Linked DNA regions of Astyanax mexicanus: region 1 is linked to region 2. A link is a contact called in public Hi-C data. All regions are on one chromosome and are shown on one strand. The core of a region is the stretch at or near the end of the contact, and the rest is flanking DNA. Distances in the headings are between cores, read along the strand shown. Region 1 overlaps septin15 (septin 15). Region 2 holds the start of septin15 (septin 15).

Evidence for each region. A called contact is a pair of places that touch in the nucleus more often than the background predicts.
Region 1: a contact with region 2 is called in a Hi-C map of muscle, with 19 times the contacts expected there. The contact joins the enhancer-like site here to the promoter of septin15 in region 2. A contact is called at or near these places in 2 of 3 Hi-C or Micro-C datasets (both in muscle).

What each region holds. Positions count from the first base shown.
Region 1 is chr10:7,956,027-7,959,816 of AstMex3_surface, forward strand. All of the region lies in intron 8 of septin15 (septin 15), which reads left to right. Among protein-coding and RNA genes, the nearest start is that of LOC111195762, 15 kb to the right of the region's middle. Within about 2 kb of position 1,860, the one cell type or tissue checked has an H3K27ac peak away from gene starts, as active enhancers do.
Region 2 is chr10:7,903,631-7,907,390 of AstMex3_surface, forward strand. It overlaps septin15 (septin 15), which reads left to right and starts at 1,400. Exons shown (of 13, transcript XM_049483872.1): 1 at 1,400-1,677. The coding sequence starts at 1,639.

The sequences.
Region 1 (3,790 bases), core at 610-3,109, 53 kb after region 2:
TCACAGCATATTTATGTACTGAGGTTACATAAAATTCACTTATGCAAGGAAGAATGTGGACTTTCAAAATTAGACCTCAAAAAATAAACCCATATTAGGCCAAATCAAGTTTGGAATATTGATTCAGACTTGATCAACTAGATAAGTTAATTTTTTTTTTTTTTTTGTTGGGCCCTATCTTTCAACCTGCACCTCAGGACTCATTGCTATCTTACACCCTGACAACAGTCTATTTTCACACCTTGCGCCTGCATCTTTTATTCACACTGATGGGCGTGGTGGTCTGGAAATTAGGTGTGTTTAGTACATTTTTGGCTTTTGCCATCTTGGCAACCGAAAACACAAAGTTCCTACACACAGAAATACACTTTTACACTTTTAACATTGGTTCGTTGACTGCAAATCCACATTAAAATACTATCCAGTGACTGCGTTCAGGATGTTCAGTGTGTCACTTGGGGACTTTCTGAGTTAAATGCTTGCTGTGAAGAACTTTCCACATCTTTTGAAAGTGTGTGTGAATCATCACACCAGTCTGTTTTGGTTCCAGAGAAAAGAGGAACAATAACAGCCTGCAAAATGTACTTGACCACCATTTGTGTCCAGAGCTCAACATCTTTGAAAGGGTTTGGGAGGACTGGAATCATGAGAAGGAGGTCTTTAATAATCTCCTTGTAGATTGTAGAACTCTCCCACCACCATGTTTAAAAGATGAGGTGGTATGTAGCAGAAACTTTAAGGTATAATAAATGTAATGGTGGGCACATTAACATTCAAACATCTGATAATGGAGTTAGTCATTCTTTCAATGCTTAATCATGGTTTTGTCAAGAAATGAAATACACAAGGGGTGCTTTCTGACATTTACACAGGACTGTAGATCTTTCAGAGAATGGTTCTAATGTTAGGTCTCTTTGCAAATTCACTATGGCTACATTCACACAGCCGGGATTTACACAATCTTTTTAATGTAACCCTTATCTGACATCTCTCTCAATTTTTCATGCTTTGTAAGTGGCACACATGCGGGACAGAGCAATGCTTCACGTTAAGTTTCACTTTAACCTCAGCCAGAATGTCAAGCGCTTAATTGAGTTCAGACTGCAGCTGAGCTTATCACTGAGAATTTACTCCAGCTCGCCGAAACTTACACATTATTCGGCCACCGTCAGATTTATCGACCAGCTCATTAGGAACACCAAATGACTGATACACAAGCCTTAGAATATTATTGAAATAGAAATATCTGCCAAAATATTTATTAGCTCTGTTATCTCGCTGCTGTCCATTTTCCCATCTCCTCACAGCTATTGTCCGCTATACTCGTTGTCTAATTTCTGATCTGGTCGTTCAGACAGTCACATTGCTGAGAATCAGATATCTATTGGAATATCAATACCACAAATTGAACCGGCCCAGATTTGAAATTAAAAATGTCAGATTCATAAGGTTTTTTTGCTGTTAACACAGCCACACTTTTGATATAAAAGATCAGATTTGGGCCACATTTACCTGCTGTGTGAACATAGCTTTTTTTTTTATCAACATCTTTTTCAAACAGTATATAGGCAAACAGGCCTTTATAAACTCCAAGGTTCTTTTCTTTTTGACCATAAAATCGACCACATACTAATTTAAATCAGCTGTTTATGTTTAATACATAATTGAGGATAAACAAGTAGTAAATAAGTGTTCGCAGCTGCTGTGCCATCCAAATGTGACCCCCTTAGTAGAACTACAAATTCCATGATCCCTCATGGCCCTGTGATCCCTCCCCTGACCTGCCTCCTTCCGGCTCCATCAGTCTGGCTGGTTCCTCTCCGCTTGTCATCGCCACGCCATGTAACCCCACCATTCTTAGCTTTAGTAGTCAATCAGGGTCGCAGGTCTCCTGCTGGAGAGTCTTTGAGCTCCACAGCCCCGCCCCTTCACCTGCTTCTTCACAGGTAGGTGGCTGTAGTGGACGGGTAATGCGGAATGATCAGTCAGCACATGTCCCTCCTCCTGGGTAAGGTGGTCCACTTGGATTGGTTCTTGCTTTAAAGCATGTTAGAGTTTCAGTAAATCAGGAGGTATACTGTAGCTGTAAAGCAGTTTGATTAGGGTGTAACAGAGCCAGTGTAGGCGGAGCCTGTACACTTTTTAATTATCTCATTATAGCAACAACTGAACAGTAAATACAAGTAAATAGGAGTAAATGGAGCTGCATGGATGGAAATATTAAATGTTTCTAGTTGTTCTCACAAAACAATTCTGATTAAAATTTAATTTACAGTATTATGCAAAGTAGGGGTGTGCATTTTATAGATTTTTTAAACATAAAAGAAACCATTTTTTTGTATAATTTGTATATAATGTATGTGTGCAGTTTAAATGCATGCACCAAATTTGTTGCATTCCATTTTTGTCACATTATGTTTTGTTGCAGTATGTTTTATGATATTGCCAAGAATATTATCACAGAGGTACCCTGAAATAACACATCATTTTTTATTAGATCTCCCAACTCTAATGCAAAGCAATGTAAAGTAAAAAAATAAACCCTGTCCAATAATTAATGATTTATCAACTATTTCTTCCTTTTGAGAGAAATCTAATAGTTTCTATAATTTATTTTATTTTAAGCCATTTCAAAGAATGAAGAAATTAAAATCAAAATAAAGCACAGGCTAGTTTAGTAAAATAAAATCTATTAAATGAAGTCAAGTAAATTTTTCAGTAAAGAAAAAAAAAAAGATTTCTCCCAAAACAGAGAAATGATTTATATGGTTATTTTGCTGGAGGAAAATGTTAATAAATAAAAATGGAATAAAAACAAATATCAGAATTAATTAAATATATTTAATTAATTCTGATATTTGTTTTTATTCCATTTTTATTTATTAACATTTTCCTCCAGCAAAATAACCATATAGATCATTTCTCTACATTCTCTACATATACACAACATTTTATAAAACAAATCATATAGTCAAATAATTAAATAAATGAAAATAAAATATATAAAGTAGTTTTAATAATCAATCCCTTCCTATTGTTATACTGTAATTAGTAGGGCAACTAAATTCTAATATTACTCACTGACATAAAATATATAAATTACACAGCTCTGTAACTGAATTTTCTATAAAATAAGTCAATACAAACTAAATAATTGTCCATTTGTAAACACCAGTTTTGCACCTAAGCTTCATAGACCTCCATTTATTTTAACTGTGTGATGAGCTCCCTCTAGTGTCTGATCAGTGCAGAAGCTCTGGAGTTGGTGTTCACTGGCAGTTTATTCATACCAGCATCCTGAAGGAAACAGTATCTGTGGTCTTTTCCAGAATTCCAGATGAAGACTGAAAGCATCTGCTCTTTTTTTCCTCCTGTTTGTTTTGGTTTCCCAGTTAACGGTCCAGACTGCTGCTAACGAGCCCCTGATGTCTGTGTTTGACCGTTTAACCACGTGACTGTGTTTCTCTGTGCTGACAGCTGTTTAAACGTTTAATCAGTAAACATCTGTGTGTGATTGTTTGTTTGTTTACCTGTTAACCACCTGACCAGGACGGGGTTCTGCCTGCGTTAGTCTGAAATGCTAATAATCGTTTCTGCTGTGTAAACTCTGAGTGTGTGGAATGTTTGTCTGCTTTAAGGAGGATCTGTCTCTTGTTTTGTGTGATGTCTTTTTAAAGATTTGTCTTCAGTGTCTTCATCCTTTTGTCAAGTTTAACTGATAATTTCCCCTTCAGTTAACGTCCTAAGAAAACCTACAGACTCCAGTCTTAAAGAGATCACACGAACATTA
Region 2 (3,760 bases), core at 150-2,649:
ATAGAGAAACTGATCCAGAACCTATAGTGGTCTCTTATATATATATATATATATATATATATATATATATATATATATATATATATATATATATATATATATATAGCTCTGGAAAAAAATAAGAGACCACTATAGGTTCTGGATCAGTTTATCCGATTATATCATTAAATATATTATTAAATATTATTAACTATTAATTTTTTTCTTTTTTTTTTTGGACAACATAGATCTTAGCACAGCTACTGTATGCTGGCATTCTCCTCGCTAGAGTTTCTCCGCCTCTGTTTTTAAAACTTCAACAACCACAATGCATTTCTGGAATTTTAAACCAATCACAAAGCGAAGGTCGGTCTACGCCCACATGACGTAACGCAAAGTTTCCAATGAAACAGATTTTTTTCTTCCACCTGTTTTCGTAGAATATCCCGCCCCCTGTACGGAAAGAGGAGCACTGATTGGACAGTGAAGAGGCGTAAAGGGGCGGGGCAGCATATAATAAAATAATCAAAGAAAAAAGGTTCTGCTATAATTTATGTAAAAAAAAAATCAAATGAATAATACTAGCAACACAATAACAACGAGTGTCGACTAAAGTGCTGTACAACAAATACCTAGTTTAAAATAACAAAAAAAATTCTGATGACTCGACAGAGTAGATCAAGACAAAACAGACAACTAACAACATAAACCGCTCTGGACTTAAAAGCCTGAGAGAATCAGTAGGTATTAAATTAGAATAAAAAAAATAAAAATATATAAACCAACTGTAGCTAAATTATTTATATAAAAACAATACTACTACTACTACTACTACTACTACTACTACTACTACTACTAATAATAATAATAATAACAATAATATTTATAATAATAATAATAATAATAATAATAATAATAATAATAATCTATCTATTGATTTTGTTGTTGTTATCCTACCTTTTAAATTACATGACCACATACTGTACTGTTTAAATACACATATAAATAAACATATCATAACCATTAAACATATTAAATATCATATACGAAATTTATATACTTATTATATACTCTTTTTTGGTAAACTTTAAATATTACTACTCGTGTTTTTTTGCTAGTGATCACAAAAACAGAAATCAATATGTAATTAATAAGTAAATGGAAATATAAATAAATTAAAATAAATATGACTAACTTAAAGGGCAACAAAAATGAAAACAAAAATACATTTTTAAAATTAGTATAATGTTTTTCCTCTTTACGGCGTTTTACGGTTGCTAAGGTGACGTGACTGACTTCTAAACTGTCCAATCGGCTGCTTTAGGCTGCGTTAGAGCTCGCAGTATCAGCCAATGGTGGTTGAGGAGGCGGTGCTTGAATGAAAACGGGTGGGAAATTAACCCCTCCACAATCCCGCCCACAGTCCGGCGGCCTTTACTGCGGTGCTGCTGACTGCCCCCGCGGGCTGCATGGCATTCATACCGTCCTGCCGTCCACAGCGAGCGGTGTAGCGAGCAGGCCCGGTCTGGAGGCAGCAGGGCACGGCACGGAGCGGTACAGCTGCAGGGTTGGAGATACGCGGTTTTATCGGCGAGGCTGTGGGTGCTTTATGCCTGATCTGTTCGCGTTAAGGCTGGGCGGAGGCAGCACGGCAGCACGATGATCGAGAGACCAGAATCCGCTGTTTCCAGCGTTGCGGTGAGTCTCGCTCTGATATAAATAACGCTTTTATACACATATTTAACAAAACAGAACCAGAAACCTTTCCTCCATTCATTCATTCGTTCATTCATTCGGTGCATTAGTAGCTGCGTTTCTCTGCATTGTTCATGGATCTGATGGAGCTTGTAGCAGCAGCTAACGTTAGTAATTACTCTTCTCTATTATTTTATTATAAGGCTTAATTCAAAGCTGCTTGGTTGCATTTACAGACATTGGCTACAGCTGCTGAGAGAGAAACTGTCTGGCAGCCCCACAGCAGGGCATCAGCATCCAGATCCAGCTAACTAACTAAGTGAGATAGATCCTCCATATCCTGGTGAATGAGCTTCGTGTAGATCTACCAACCCAGCTCCAACCATTTTACACATTTCTCCTCTAAGCCCATGCAGATGCAGGCAGGCTGGCTGTGGGTCTGCAGGATGTGGCCCTGAGTGGGGTGGTGGGCTGCCCTGCTCTCTGCTGTGGCTAATGAGAATGACAGGCAGGCCTGTGGAGGAGTGGGGATGCATATCAATGGGGGGATGATAAAGAAGGAGAGAGAGAGAGAAAGAAAGAAAGAAAGGGAGCAGCCAGCACAAGCCAAAACAGAGAAAGAACAGTAATGGGAACTGTAGACTACATACATAAATACACACTTTATACCAGTTTAAGTGACCGTGCACGAGCACCGCAACCTGCAAAAAATAAAACAATCAAAATATGTGAGATTATGATTTAAATTTTCAGTTCTCGCGTAACAACAAACACAATGTAAAAACAACCTCCTATATCTCAGCTAAAAAAAATAAAATCTAAAAATCACTGACACACAAATATGTTTTTTTTTTTTTCTGGAAGAAGCAAATGTTTATCTATTAAAGATGTGCCATATCGAATTTTACGCAATAATATTGTCAACATTTTTTAATTATCGTTCACGATATAATACTCTGAAATATCGACCCATATCACCCACCCCTAATTATCACATTAGGGTAGTACTTTTTTGCTGTTTTTAGCAGAAGAATATTTCACATTGTTCTCATTTCCCAGTATATATCTACTACAGATTATATCTGTCCAGTATCATTTATTTTACTTTAATTCTGGATATATGGAGATATTTGGAGTTCATTATTAGTATCATGACATTCTGGATCATTGACTTCTATGATAAAATTCAGTTAGGGGCGTTCCATAATGAAATCGTCTTTGCGAAAATACTGCTGATATTATTTTAAGGCCATATTACCCACCCCTACTATCTACTGAGATTCACAAATTAATGCAATAAACCTCTGTAATGAATTAACATAACAGAATCTGTCTGATGCACACCCAGTACATTGGAATTGCTTTATACAGATAGAAAAATGTGGCATTAAAAGTCTTTCTTGCCAAAGAACTCTTATTATGTAGCTAGTGTGGTTGTTGTCATTGAAACCCTGTTTGCCCTGGGTCTGCAGTGTTGTTATCCACTACACTGTTCCACTGTTGTTTTAAGATAGATAAGATTTCACACCAGATGTGGAACACTGTGTTTATTGTACTCTTAACACAAGAGATGGACAGGTCAGTGTTTTTGAGGGTGGTACTGAAATGCTGATCATCTTTTGATATAATCAGTCAAATGCTGATACTGATTGAAAGCTACATCAATGTGAATCTAAAAGTGAAGCAAACAAAAAGCTGCTTGTTTAGCTTTAAAAGCTTCATAATGTTTGATGTGATTCTTTTAGCTTTCAGAATACTCCTGCTCATCCTGTATTTTTGGTGATTGTTGAATAGGGCTGTAAATGTGAATTTACACTGGTCAGATTGCTGTGTATTGAGACATCTAAGTTTAAATCTGAGCCTTTACTTTGTGTCACGTCCCAAGAAAGCTACTAAATGCTTCGTTGACCTGTGGGATGTATGTTTGTGACCTCCTGCATTGAATGTGGATGTGAATTCTGACAGTTGCTTGATTATTTACTCAGTCAATTCTAGCCAGATGCTACCGGTTACGGTCATTACCACCTATAGTGAAGGAATGAATGCATGTCTATGCAAACCAGACATGTATGTTTGTCTATATTTG